3 separate regions of the Pan troglodytes genome follow, and regions 1 and 2 are each linked to region 3. Evidence: chromatin contacts called from public HiChIP or PLAC-seq data. All regions are on one chromosome and are shown on one strand. Each heading gives the region's core, a stretch centred on a gene start, on an enhancer-like site or on the middle of the called end of the contact. The rest is flanking DNA. Distances are from core to core; before and after follow the strand shown. Region 1 holds the start of LOC104001207. Region 2 holds the start of BEST1 (bestrophin 1). Region 3 holds the start of TMEM258 (transmembrane protein 258).

What was found. HiChIP or PLAC-seq counts read pairs in DNA pulled down with a chosen protein or histone mark.
Region 1: a contact with region 3 is called in an H3K4me3 HiChIP or PLAC-seq map of stem cell-derived excitatory neurons, with 2.7 times the contacts expected there. The contact joins the promoter of LOC104001207 here to the promoter of TMEM258 in region 3. A contact is called at or near these places in 1 of 7 Hi-C or Micro-C datasets (stem cell-derived neural progenitor cells) and 1 of 1 datasets of contacts at active chromatin or transcription factors (stem cell-derived excitatory neurons).
Region 2: an H3K4me3 HiChIP or PLAC-seq map of stem cell-derived excitatory neurons shows a contact between it and region 3, with 6 times the contacts expected there. The contact joins the promoter of BEST1 here to the promoter of TMEM258 in region 3. A contact is called at or near these places in 1 of 7 Hi-C or Micro-C datasets (stem cell-derived neural progenitor cells) and 1 of 1 datasets of contacts at active chromatin or transcription factors (stem cell-derived excitatory neurons).

The regions. Positions count from the first base shown.
Region 1 is chr9:64,280,847-64,284,978 of NHGRI_mPanTro3-v2.0_pri, forward strand. LOC104001207 reads left to right here and starts at 1,543. Exons shown (of 3, transcript XM_009423374.5): 1 at 1,543-1,640; 2 at 1,782-1,932; 3 at 2,178-2,839. The coding sequence starts at 1,543. The coding sequence ends at 2,717. FTH1 (ferritin heavy chain 1) reads right to left here and starts at 2,185. Exons shown (of 4, transcript XM_001140124.8): 1 at 1,431-2,185. The coding sequence starts at 1,544.
Region 2 is chr9:64,258,366-64,262,640 of NHGRI_mPanTro3-v2.0_pri, forward strand. BEST1 (bestrophin 1) reads left to right here and starts at 2,979. Exons shown (of 12, transcript XM_063782962.1): 1 at 2,979-3,145; 2 at 3,342-3,394. It overlaps RAB3IL1 (RAB3A interacting protein like 1), which reads right to left and starts at 2,923. Exons shown (of 9, transcript XM_054662338.2): 1 at 2,348-2,923. The coding sequence starts at 2,376.
Region 3 is chr9:64,040,372-64,045,040 of NHGRI_mPanTro3-v2.0_pri, forward strand. It overlaps TMEM258 (transmembrane protein 258), which reads right to left and starts at 2,717. Exons shown (of 4, transcript XM_003951907.5): 1 at 2,628-2,717; 2 at 564-673. The coding sequence starts at 2,630. It overlaps FEN1 (flap structure-specific endonuclease 1), which reads left to right and starts at 1,948. Exons shown (of 2, transcript XM_016921032.4): 1 at 1,948-2,403.

The DNA of each region.
Region 1 (4,132 bases), core at 293-2,792, 240 kb after region 3:
TTAGTCCTTTTCTCCTCCCTGCTCCTGTATTAACCATGTTAAAGCAAGGTTAAAACTGAGCTCAGGAGTCTGCCAGCTGTACCACATATTTATTTATAAAATTAAAAACCCCTGCTGGGTGCGGTGGCTCAGCCTGTAATCCCAGCACTTTGGGAGGCCGAGGCAGGCGGATCACGAGGTCAGCAGATCGAGACCATCCTGGTCAACATGGTGAAACCCCGTCTCTACTAAAAATAAAAAAAAATAGCTGGGCGTGGTGGCGTGCGCCTGTAATTCCAGCTACTCAGGAGCCTGAGGTAAGAGAATCACTTGAACCCAGGAGGCGGAGGCTGCAGTGAGCCGAGATCGCGCCACTGCACTCCAGCCTGGGTGACAGAGCGAGACTCTGTCTCTCACACACACACACAAATTAAAAACCCCCATGCAAGGTGGCAAATGTGGACAGTATGTTGATGTAAACATACTTTTATAATAGTTATATCACAAAAATTTGATTTTCAGTTGTAGACATTTGATGTAGTCAAGTGTTTGTGAAAGGCAGTGACAGTCACAGAAATACAGGCCTGTTTTCAAATCCATTTGGAACACATTTATTCTTGGGATAGTTTGGACAATCACAAGGCAATTCTAAGGAAGACTCCCACGACACTGCCTAAGACCAAGATTTGGGAAAATTGATTCCACTGATCACTGAAAAATTTCTTGCCCAGTAACTGTCGGTGGACTTTATCCAAGAACTGGGGGTTCAATTAGTAGGCCAAACTCCACACCTCTTACGGTAAGATACATAAAAGATAAATTAAGTTCCCTAGGCGCAAGGTCAGGTGACACTTCGGTGACTGCAGAAGGGGCGATTCCTAGAGATATGCTTCAAAGCAAGTGGGACTTAGAGATAAGCAGAGCCGAGAGGTGGATACGGCTGCTCGAGAGGGATCTACCCACAAGATAAGCCACCTCCCGCCAGCCCCCAAGGTTTGCTATTCGACACCGTTACCCAGCAGCTCCGCCACACACAGGCGGACGGGAGCTGGATACCTAAGCAAAAAACGCTGGCATTTAGGGCCAAATGCCGGAGGCAGAGGAAAAGATGGGAGAGCAAAACTCCACCTTCCTAACCGCAGGATTGATCACACAGGCTGGCAGTCTTGCAACCCCAGGATTTCAGGACACCAAGCTCTCCTTAAAAAAGAAGGGTGTGCAGAGGCGGCCCTGGCCTAGGAGGGAGCATTCTCAGGGTACAGCCGAGAAGAACCAGCTGCCCCGACTTTCTGCGCCAGAGAAGTCCTCGGAAACCTCGAGCAGCCTCCATTTTCCAGAAGGGCGCAGGGAGGCGGGGGAGCCCGCGGGTGGCCACACCCCCGGCCCGCCCCAGCGCGCGCCCCGGGAACCGCGCCCGGCCCCCGCCACCGCTTAGGCCCGCCCGCGCTCACCATGGACAGGTAAACGTAGGAGGCGTAGAGCTCCAGGTTGATCTGGCGGTTGATGGCGGCCTCTGAGTCCTGGTGGTAGTTCTGGCGCACCTGCGAGGTGGACGCGGTCGTCATGGCGGCGACTAAGGAGAGGCGGCGGCGGCGGCGGTGGCTGCGCGGCGCTGGAGCGGCGGCGGGGGCCTTGGGGCAGTCCGAGGGTGCGGTGAAGAGGTGACGGAGGGCTGGCTGTGGGCGGCCGGCCGGGGTGGGGGACGAGCGCCGGGTTCCGTCCAAGCACTGTTGAAGCAGGAAACCCCGACGACTCTCGGCGAAGAACGTCTGGCCCTGCGGGTCGCTTTTGGTCTCTTATAGCCGCGTCGGCGTCAGGCCCGCCCCGGCCAATCAGCGCTGCCCGCCCCGAGCCCGCTCCTTCCGGTGGGCGCGGGACCCCGCCCCTGCTGTGGGGGAGGGGCGGCCGCTGGAGGCCCTCGCGCGCTCTGGCGGAGCTCGGGAGCGGGGACCGGTAGCCGACTGCCTCTGGGACAGCGGTGGCGTCTCTGTGCCCGTTTAGTGGAGTTGGAGGGAAGCTGCGAGGAGGCGCAGGAAGTCCACCTCAGAACCCCCCCCCCCCCGGTCTAGGGGCGCCCGGGCGTTGGAACCGGCGGGGGAAGGGTGCGGGGGCGCATGGGGTGATCCTGATTCGGCTCCCATTTTCCCGAACGGGCACCCTGAGGCTCCTGGCCCGGGGCATGGTGTTAAAAATCATAGCTGCGGAGAAGCCCTTGTGACACCTTGCTGCAGATTGGGAAGCTGCAGATTGGGAAGGTGGAAGGTGGAGACGCGGTCCTTAGGTGGTCGAGCGCATTTTCTCTTCCTCAGAGTCCAGGAAGGAGCGCGATGGAGAAGTGGGGCGCACGGCGGGTTTCGGGTCCGCCCCTGCCCTTCCGACTCCTCCGACCACGTCTGCCTTTGGCTGAAAGCAAATATGGCTCCGTGTGCAGTTTCTGCAACAAAGGCTGGGCGGGCCGGGTTTCCCTAGGGATGGGGACCGCCTCCCCGGGGAGTCGTGGGGGTGAGCCACCGGGGCCTCCGAGAGAATCGCTGGTGTCGCTTCGCACCCAAGGGACACATCTCGGGTTAGAAAGGAGAAACGACGTGGATCTAAAGGCGAAGCCCATGCTGAGGACTTTTCAAAATGGCCTCTTATCGGCCCCACTCACAGGAGCTTCAGGCTTCGGTGGCCCTGTAGGACAACCCTGGGGTGTCATTGGAGAGAAGCTGACGGGGTTAATGGCGGGTGACAGGTGAAAGAGACCCCGGAGGGGTGGGGCCAGTGTGTGTGGCTTGCAGCTGAGTCCCAGGCACAGGGTGGATGTGAATTTATGGGTGGCAGAGCTAGAGCTAGGCCCTAACCTTACCTAGGTCCTGGCTTCGAGGTCCACTGTTCTGTCGCGTCTTTTGACGCATCGGTGGAAGAACTGAATTTCAGGATGCTCACAAACCTGCAGCTGGAAGCTAGACTTCCAAACCTTAGTTTAAAAAAGCAACTCTCCTGAAATACTAAAATAAATTGCCGACGGAATTAGGGTGATTTCTTTTTCACGGTTTCATTTAAAAATGCACCTATGTTATTTGCAGGAAAAACGTTTTAGTGGTGCTAGAGCTACAAGAATAAGGTAAACAGAAGGATGCTGCTAGACCAGGAGAGTACCTTACCCAGTCTGGGATAGGAGGAGGTCGGGGAAGCCCTCCCTAAGCAAGACACGTGAGCTGAGTTTGAAGAAAAAGTTAAAAGGAAGGTGAAGTGCGGGAGAGAAACAGGGAAGGGAATTTGGAGCAGAGTGAACAGCATATGCAAAGGTGTGGCAATGTGGAAATGCATGGCCTGTTAAAGCTGCCTTAAGAAAATATGTTGCCTGGGGCTGGGCGCGGTGGCTCATGCCTGTAATCCCAGCATTTTGGGAGGCCGAGGCGGGCGGATCACTTGAGGTCGGAGTTGGAGATCAGCCTGGCTAACTAACAAGGCTAAACCCTTCTCTACTGAAAATACAAAAATTAGCCGGGTGTGGTGGCATGCGCCTGTAATCCTAGCTACTCTGGAGGCTGAGGCAGGAGAATCGCTTGAACCTGGGAGGCGGAGGTTGCAGTGAGCCGAGATCGCGCCTTTGCACTCCAGCCTGGAAGACAAAACAAAACTCCGTCTCAAAAAAAAAAAAAAAAGAAAGAAAGAAAGAATGTTGGCCTGGAAAGTACAGTTTATGTTGGGGGATGCTGGTTAGGGTGGAGAATAGGGGCAAGATCGGGCAGGGTTGTGTTCCATAAAAAGAGGTTAAACTTGATCCTAGAGACAGCATAGAGACACCTCATTAGCTTTGTTTTTAGAAACCTTACACTGGGAATCTCTTAGGATAAGAGTATAGCAAAGTCACCATATATAGGATCCAAAGCTTTCCTTTATAACAGTAACCACCAGTTAGAAAATAGGGGGAAAAAGAATGGGAAAAAAAATGTTTTTCACTTACATTGACAACAAAAGCTTAAAGTACCTTGGAATAAAGTTAACAAGAAATATATAGAAAAAACTATAAATGCTTACTGCTGGACAAAAAAACAAATTCAAAAAGCCTAGCATAAATGAAGAGGTACCATATTCCCAAATGGTCGGTCAATCTTCATTCTGTAAAGATGTCAGTTTCCCCAAATAAGCATAAATTCACTGCAAT
Region 2 (4,275 bases), core at 1,729-4,228, 220 kb after region 3:
TATCTAAATTAAAATTTTAATGTTTAAAATTCAAAATGAATTAAAAACTTTCATGCATCAAGGTACCTCCTCAAGAAAGTAAAAAAGATGATCTACAGAATGGGAGAAAATATTTGTAAATCACGTGCTTGATAATGGTCTAGTATCCAGAATATATAAATAATTCTAACAGCAACAAGAAGGCAAACAATCCAACTGAAAAAATGGGCAAAAGACTTGGATAGACTTTCTCCAATGAGGATAAACAAACAGCCAATAAGCACATGAGAAGATACTTAACATCGTTTGCCATCTGGGAAATGAGAATCAAAACCACAATGAGATACTACTGCACACCTACTAGGATGGCTTTAGCATCAGTAAATATGTAAACACTACATACATAAGTGGAAAAGGTGAATTTTACAGGACACGGATTGCCCCTCAATATTAAAATTATAAAAAAAAGACTGGAAGGAAATACATCAAAATGATAACCTTGTTTGGGAGTTTGTTTTGTTTTGTTTTAAACTGCTCTGTAGTTTCCTAATTGTTTATAACAAGCATTTAGTCCTTTTGAAGTGTAAGCAATAGTCTTAAATCTCTCTTATAGTTGTATAAAGCAGGCATACATGAATCTTCCTCCCCTCCCCTCCCTTCCTCCCTCCTTCAAAATAAATTAAAAACTTTTGTGCATCAAGGAACCTCCTCGACAAAGTAAAAAAGACGACCTGCAGAATGGAGTCCTCCCTACCTCCTTCCCTTCCTTCCCTTCCTTCCTTTCCTTCCCTTCCTTCCTTCCCTCCCTCCCTCCCTCCCTCCCTCCCTCCCTCCCTCCTTCCTTCCTTCCTTCCTTCCTTCCTTCCTTCCTTTGTTGAGACAGGGTCTTGCTCTGTCACCTAGTCTGGACTGCAGTTCTGAGCTGGTGTGATCATAGCTCACTGCAGCCTCAAACTCCTGGGCTCAAGCAATCATCCGACCTCAGCCTCCCAAAATGTAGGGATTATATGTGTGAGCCACTGCACCAGGGCAGATTCTGCATTGGTAACAAGCTTCCAAATGATGTAACTGGGCCCCAGACCTCAGTTTGAGAAGCCAGGTTCTAGAAGTCAGCAGCAGGAAGGAATGGACCAATTAAGCAAATCAGCAAAGCAGAGGGACCACAGAAAAAAGGACGATGCTCCCGGGCCCCTCCCCCGGGACATATTTACACTAAAAATTATTCACTTTTCTATCTGAAGTTCTTATTTGCCCGACTGTCCTGTAGTTGTTTTGCCAGGATGTCATCTAATGTTTGTTTTTGTTTTGGACACGGAGTTTCGCTCTTGTCAACCAGGCTGGAGTACAATGGTGCAATCTTGGCTCACTGCAACCTCTGTCTCCCAGGTTCAAGTGATTCTCCTGCCTCAGCCTCCCCGAGTAGCTGGGATTACAGGCATGCGCCACCATGCCTGGCTAATTATCTTTGTATTTTTAGTAGAGACGGGATTTTGCCATGTTGGCCAGGCTGGTCTTGTATTCCTGACCTCCCGTGATTCACCCGCCTCAGCCTCCCAAAGTGCTGGGATTACAGGTAGGAGCCACCACGCCTGGCCTGGCCTGTAGTTTTATTGGCTAAGTCTGGTAGCCCTAGCATGGGTGGAGAAGGCTGTAGCTGTGGAAGCCCAGCCAGTCTGCATCTGAGGCAGGGAAAGGCAGCTAAGGCAGCCTGCCATCAGCCCATTGACCTGACAGATAGGGGCCAATGTGGCTTACTCCTCATCTAGCCTACCCTTGTGCCGTCCTCCCCCACATCCATCCACCATGACAGATGGATGACCCTTCCTCTTCCCCAGGGGTTGTTTTGATGAGTAGATGACATTTCTAAAGAGCGCTTAGTGCACTGCCTGACACCTGGTAAGTGGTCAAGATGGGGAGAACTGATTGTTTCTACTATTCTTTCCCTCTCACAGTGGCCACCGCAGCGCTAAACACGGTCGGTCGGCATTCAGTGCTCGCCGTGGAAGCGAACCGCAGGAGCATCCTGGGGCAGCGGGGAGTTGCTGCACTCACCTAGACAGGCGGCCTACTGTGACTTCATGCAAGTCATTTTCCTTCTCTGTGCCTCAGTTTCTTTGTCTGCAAAACGAGCAGCTGGACGAGAAACTTACCATTCTTTCACAGCACGTCAAACTCAACATGCCCATTTGAGCTGAAGACACTGAGGCTACTCACTGGGTGTGAACCTTTGACGGCATCCAGGCCCTGCACAGTTGTCTAGGAGAAGCCTGACCCATGATGTCCTTTCTGATACCCACCTGCCACGAGCCCCAGTTCTGAGCTGGAGGGGTGGGGGTGGGTGGAAGGTGGAGAGTGGTCAGTGCCTCACCTGGCCAACTGCAGCCTGGCAGAGTCCATGGGGGACCTCGCAGCACAGTGGATCCTCTTGCCTCGTGTCTCTAGTTGGTCCAGCTCTGGTCTATTCCATGCTATTCCGTTGTCATGGGCAGGACTGGGTTTGATGAAGTTGGACCTAGGTGTATCCCAGCCTCTCCTGGTTTCTGTCGTCTTTCTGTGGTGCCCAGGGCTTATGTTTCTATCTCTTTGAATGTTGAGTTTACTCCACCCTTCAGGGATCAGGGCTGCCTGAGCTCAGGGTGGAGGTGCTGTTGTCTGTCTGGCTTCCGGGCCCTGGACTGGCAGTGTCCCCCAGCACCCCTGTCCAGCTATGCCAAGCCCCCTCCTTTTCTTTCTTGGCCTCTGCCCTATTTGTTCTGTGACTGGCCCAAGAGAGGGGTGTGGGCTGGCAGGTGTCCCACATAAAGCCTGGAGGCAGCATCCAGGCCTGGCTGACTTACCCCGGGGCCCCCTGCCTACTGCCCCCAGCCAAGCTGGGTCTCCTTCTTCCTGCCCAGCTGAGGCAGGGCCTAGAAGGGCACCGAGGCAGGCCCTCTGTGATGCTCCTGTTGCTATGGTAATTCTAGATGAGAAGGCCATAGCATTCTGTGTCTGGCACCCCCGCGCATCTCCCCAGCTCTGCCCTGCTGCCCCAAGAGATGGCTCTCTGCTGGGAAGCTCGAGAGCTTGGAATCTGCTGCAGTCAAAGTCTCTTCCATGCGGCCAGGCACAGTGGCTCATGCCTGCAATCCTAGCACTTTGGGAGGCCGAGGCGGGTAGATTACTTGAGGTCAGGAGTTCAAGACCAACCTGGCCAACATGGTGAAACCCCATCTCTACTAAAAATACAAAACTTAGCCGGAAATCACTTGAACCCAGGAGGCAGATGTTGCAGTGAGCCAAGATCATGCCACTGCACTCCAGCCTGGGTAACAAAGCGAGACTCCGTCTCAAAAAAAAAAAAAAAAAAAGTATCTTTCATGCAGGCCCCATCCTTTGGACCTCCCTTCAACCCCAAGAGAGACCACTACCCTAGCAGGTAAGACTCTATCTCTCAGAAACTGACCTTTACTGTAGAGCTGATAGTGGGAAAGGGCTCAGGATCCAAAATCAAAAGACCTAGATCCTAGTCTCAAGCCATTTATAGCTGTGTGACCTTGGACAAGGCAGGCCTTGAGCTTCAGTGTCCTCCTTTGTAAAATGTGGATAAACATGCGATACTGAATCATCCTTCAGGAATAGCTCTATGACTTTCCGTAGGTTGTTCCCCTGATGTGTAATGCTCTTCCATTCTTCTCCGCTCCATGAACTCCTACTCATGCTTCAAGACCCAACCGAAATGCCCCATTGTCTGTAAAAATTTCCCTGACCTCTGTGCACTTGGCACAGATCTTAGGCCTTGCCATTCTGTGTTAGAGTTGTTATTTAAGTGTTTCCAAATTTTTTGACTATGAATACGTACAGGCAGGAATCAGATTAGGCTCAGTTCTGGAAGGAGAAATGGTTTGGCGAATATTTTCTTTGCGGAACAGAAAGCAGAAGAGGGCGACCTTGACTGGGTTGGGTGCCATCTCTGCAGGGGTCAATCCTGGGACTCTTGTTCCAGGCACGGCTTGGGTCAATCAGCACTCATGACTTTGCTGTGTGCCTGAGCCGTGCCTGGCTAACTGGGGACATTTTCATAGCTGAGACCCAGTAGGAGAGACCATGACTTGTGCCAGGGTGTGCCTGTCTCAGCTCTGGGGCAGGGCCAGGAGCAGCTGCTCATGGGATGTCTCTGGGGACATGCTGGGGCCTCTGGGAGGGGAAGGGAGACTGGGCATGCACTGTCGATGGTCCTGGTGGTACTCCTGGGATATTGCCAAGGAGCCTGCGGTTGAGGGAACAGGGAGGAGGGACTCTAGTGTCTCCAACTCCCTC
Region 3 (4,669 bases), core at 1,467-3,966:
AGCAGTTAAGGCAAAGCGAAGGGGTGGACTGTGGAGTGCAGAGAGCCCAGCCCATGGCAATCTGAGGAGAAAAGCATTGGCTCAATGCCTTCTGGGAGGCCTATCTGGCTCAGAGCAGCCAGGCAGAGGGGCCTAAGAGATGCCTTGGACTCTGGTGCTCCACCGCCATGAAGAAAATGAGACCCAGAGGAGTTAGGTCACTTGCCCCAGGTCACACAGCTCATGAGGGCCGGAGCTGGGACTAGCCCTCAGACCTCCTGACACCTGAGTGCACCCTTCCTTATACCACCTTTCCAACTGTAGCACCCCTATTCCCCACCTCCACTCCAGCCAGGCCCCCTGCTCACTGTCCTGGAAATCCAAAGAACAAACTGAGCTCACCTGAACTTGGGAAATAAGGCCATAACCTGCCCCTGGGCATCACCAGCTCTCCTCTCCTCCTTACCTTCTCTCAGCCCCAATCCAATGTACAAAACCGGCGGAGTCCATGTACCTAGCATGGTTTCTCCCTGAGCTTCCCACATCACTAATGCTGTTCCTCTGGCTGCTCAGTGAAAGGATACACGAAGAACCAGGCGGTGAAGAACATGCCGATGGCCAAAAGCACCACAGTCAGATGGGGGAAGACAGCTGGGTTCACTGGGCTGGTATATCTGCTCATGGCCTCGAGCTCCTAGAGGAGGGAAAGAGATCAGAGCTATCAAAGAATCCCACGATTTCAGCCTGGAGAGAACATGGGGTTATCAAGGAGCTTGGTGCTGCTGTGAAACAGAGGCTGATTTTAGCCCGGAAATGTAGCTGCAGATCAATGGTCCTTATTAGCATTTTCTGAGGCCAATAATCTGACCACTATGAAAACGTGACTAAAGGTACGAACTCTCTGCCTGAGAAAAACCACATACAAGAAAAAGTTTGCCTACAATTTCCGGAGCTTTGTGGACCAGTGTCTATAGACACCAAGCTGAGAACCCCTGCTATAAGTCACTGACTGGTGGTACCCAGATCTCAATATCTTTTTTTTTTTGACGGAGTCTCCTTTTTTGGACGGCGTCTCACTCTGTCGCCCAGGCTGGAGGGCAGTGGCACGATCTCGGCTCACTGCAACCTCTGCCTCCCGGGTTCTAGAGATTCTCATACCTCAGCCTCTCGAGTAGCTGGGACTATAGGATTACAGGTGCGCACCACCACATCTAATTTTTGTATTTTTAGTAGAGATAGGGTTTTGCCATGCTGGCCAGGATGGTCTTGAATTCCTGACCTCAGGTGATCTGCCTGCCTCGGCCTCCCAAAGTACTGAGATTACAGGTGTGAGTTGCCGCGCCCAGGCTCAATTTTTTTTTTTTTTTTCAGACAGTCTTGCTCTATCGCCCAGGCTGGAGTGCCTGGAGTGCAGTGGTGCCAACTCGGCTCACTGCAAGCTCCGCCTTCTGGGTTCAAGTGATTATCCTGCCTCAGCCTCCCGAGCAGCTGGGATTACAGGCGTGAACCACCATGCCCGGCTAATTTTTTGTATTTTTAGTAGAGACAGGGTTTCACCTTGCTGGCCAGGCTGGTCTTGAACTTCTGACCTCCTGATCCGCTCGCCTCAGCCTCCCAAAGTGCTGGGATTACAGGAGTGAACCACCGCGCCTGGCCCTCAATTTCTAATTCAGTATTTTCCTCACTACCTATGCTATTATGGAATCTTGTGAGCTATGGTCAAGACATTCAAGTTCTGGTTCTGAGTAATCTGAGTCTGAGTAAAGCGATTGTAATATCTATTTCACAGAACTGAAAAATAAGAAAGATGATGAATCAAAGCATCTAGTGCCTGGCAGGGAGTATTTTGCTCAACAGGTATTTGCTTCCTTCCTAAGGCTGTAGGGAAGATGATGAGATAATGCCTTTTATGAAAGAGGGCTGTAAACGTAAAGATCTGTACAAATGTTAACTTCATTGTCACCCGTCAGCCAATGCTTCTAAAATCCAGAACATAACAACTCTAGAGAAGTAAACTGCCCCCATTGTTCTGAGACACTGGAATTCAATTCAGTAAACAATCACGGCCCCCTTCCCCCAAAATGATAAAGACAATCACTGCCATTTATTGAGCTTCCAATTACGGGCCCTCTGTTTGGCACTGAGAATACAAAGATGAATAGACATCATCCCAGAGCTAGATGCGCGTCAGACGGTGGTCACTAGGAGGCGTGGCCGAAAACAAAGAAGTCCATGGAACGTGGCCAGAGATCTGTACAGAGGCTGTGGGCGCTCCTAGGAAAGTCTGGCCAAGTGCCTGAGAGTTGGAAGTGCTTCACCAAGAAACATTTGCCCAGGGCATTGTAGGATGGGCACGGGTTCGGCAGAAGAACTTTCCAGATAAAGATAACACACCACCGATAACAGAGATATACAAACTGGAAGGTATTCAAAATTCGCCCCACGCCTCTCGCCCTTAGAAATCGCGAGCTGAGAAACCTAAGGAGTTCATGGCAAGGGGCTTCCCCCTTCCCCACCCTTCAGCCCAAGCCGGAGGTTCCAGGAGCGTCTAGCCCTCTGGATCTCCGGCGTCTGAGAGAAGCGCGGTGTGGGTCAGACCCCGAGGGGGTCCTCGCATCTCCGTCTGGAACTCCCCTCAACGCTCTCACCATTATACCCCGCGCAGGCTAATCCGCCGCTCCGCCACCGGAAGAACACGTCGGCAGGAGCAGGCGCCTAGCACAACCGGAAAAGGAAGTGCCTCCGGCGCAAGTGGCATTGAGGGACTTGTAGTCCTGCGATTTAGGGTGTAGAGGGAGCAGGGGCCTGCGGGGACCTGGTGTGGGTGGAGTGGGGACGAGCGGTGGAGAAGGGTACGCCAGGGTCGCTGAGAGACTCTGTTCTCCCTGGAGGGACTGGTTGCCATGAGAGCAGCCGTCTGAGGGGACGCAGCCTGCACTACGCGCCCCAAGAGGCTGTGCGTGGCGAGCAGGTCACGTGACGGGAGCGCGGGCTTTGGAAGGCGGCTGAACGTCAGGCGACCCGCCGCTAAGCTGAGAAGGGAGAGCGGGCTTAGGACCGCCTGCCCGGGGCAACCCCGAACCAAGCTTTAGCCGCCGAGGCCTCGTGTCCCAAAGGCCAGGTGAGACCCCATGGGAAGCGCCTCCGGGAGCGACGGGGTCCGCTTGGCGCTAGGGGCCGTGGGGAGCCGGGGTCTGGAGTGCGCGGGATTCGCAGTCAAGAGGTCCCGCCACTTTTCCCCCTGTGAGCCTTGGGCCAGTCGCCTAAGCTCCGAGCCTCTCTTTCCTCCATTGTAGAAAAGCGGTAATAAGTTCCACCTTATGGGGTCGTGTTGTATTTTTCCTAAGACCTTGGACGGGAAACATTTCTGACACTTGAGTTGTTTAGGCCCCTTTCCTGCCTACCTGTCTGTGGGACGCCGTGAGGGGATCAAGGGCTACATGGCCTGGTCCTCAGTCCACACTCCAGCAGCGCGGCCGGCTTGAGGCAAGAGCCGAAGGGTTGAACAGGCCTGGAGAGGGGACATTAGAGGTTTCCGTCTGTTGTCTCAGTTAACCCTGGCAGCAGCCCTGAGAGACAGGCATGGTAATCGTTCTTCTTCTGTAGACGAGAAAATAAACCTCAGTGGCTTGGTAACGTCACACGGATGGTAAATGCCGCGCCTAGATTCAAGGCCAGAGCTTTTGCCGCTGCAGTTCACAGGGGAATTATTCATATTAATCAAATGAATAATTCATTGCCAATTAATTATTAATTGATTAATAATCCAGGGATGGACCTGGAAGGACGCGTGAGAGGATGGCGAGAGGAGGGCACAGCTAAGGAAAAGTGGGAAAAGGCGGGCCTTATTCCAGCTTTCTGTTGAGATCCCAGAATGTAGGGTTAGGTTGGGAACCAGAACATGAAAGGTCGTGATGCCATGCTGAAGTGTTTGGACTGAATTAGAAGGAAGAATTGAACAGTCATTGATGCTCTAGAAAGAACTCTGTGAAGAAAGAGTGGGAACAATGAAAAGGCCTGATGGAGTCTTTCGTTTCTTCTTTCTCTTTTCTTTTGTCTTCTTTTCTTTTCTTGACAGGGTCTTGCTCTGTTGTCCAGGCTGGAGTGTGGTGGCACAATCATAGCTCACTGTAGCCTGGAACTCCTGGGCTCATGTGATCCTCCCACCACGGCCTCCCAAAGTGCTGAGATTACTGCCCAGAGCCTCTGTGCCTGGCCCCAGTAGAATATTTCTTGGAGTATTGGATACATACCAACAGTGGGCACAAGATGAGTTTTTTATTTTTTTGAGACGGAGTCTCACTCTCTTGCTAGGCTGGAGTGCAGCGGCACAATCTCGGCTCACTGCATTCTCTGCCTCCTGGGTTCAAGCGATTCTCCTGCCTCAGCCTCCCGAGTAGCTGGGATTACAGGTGCACACCACCACACCCAGCGAATTTTTTTTTTTTTTTTTTTTGTATTTTTAGTAGAGACAGGGTTTCACCGTGTTGGCCAGGATGGCAAGATGATTTTAAATTGCACCCCCTAAAAATCCTTTTTAATAGTTATACATTTAATACATATTAAAATATAACTAATAGAACACAAATATTATTGCTTATGAGTTTTCCAGTTTAGTTTTTAAAAAAAAATTCTAAGTGAATGAAAGTATGGGTTTTAGTTGGAAGTAGCAAAAATCGTGAGGGTGATT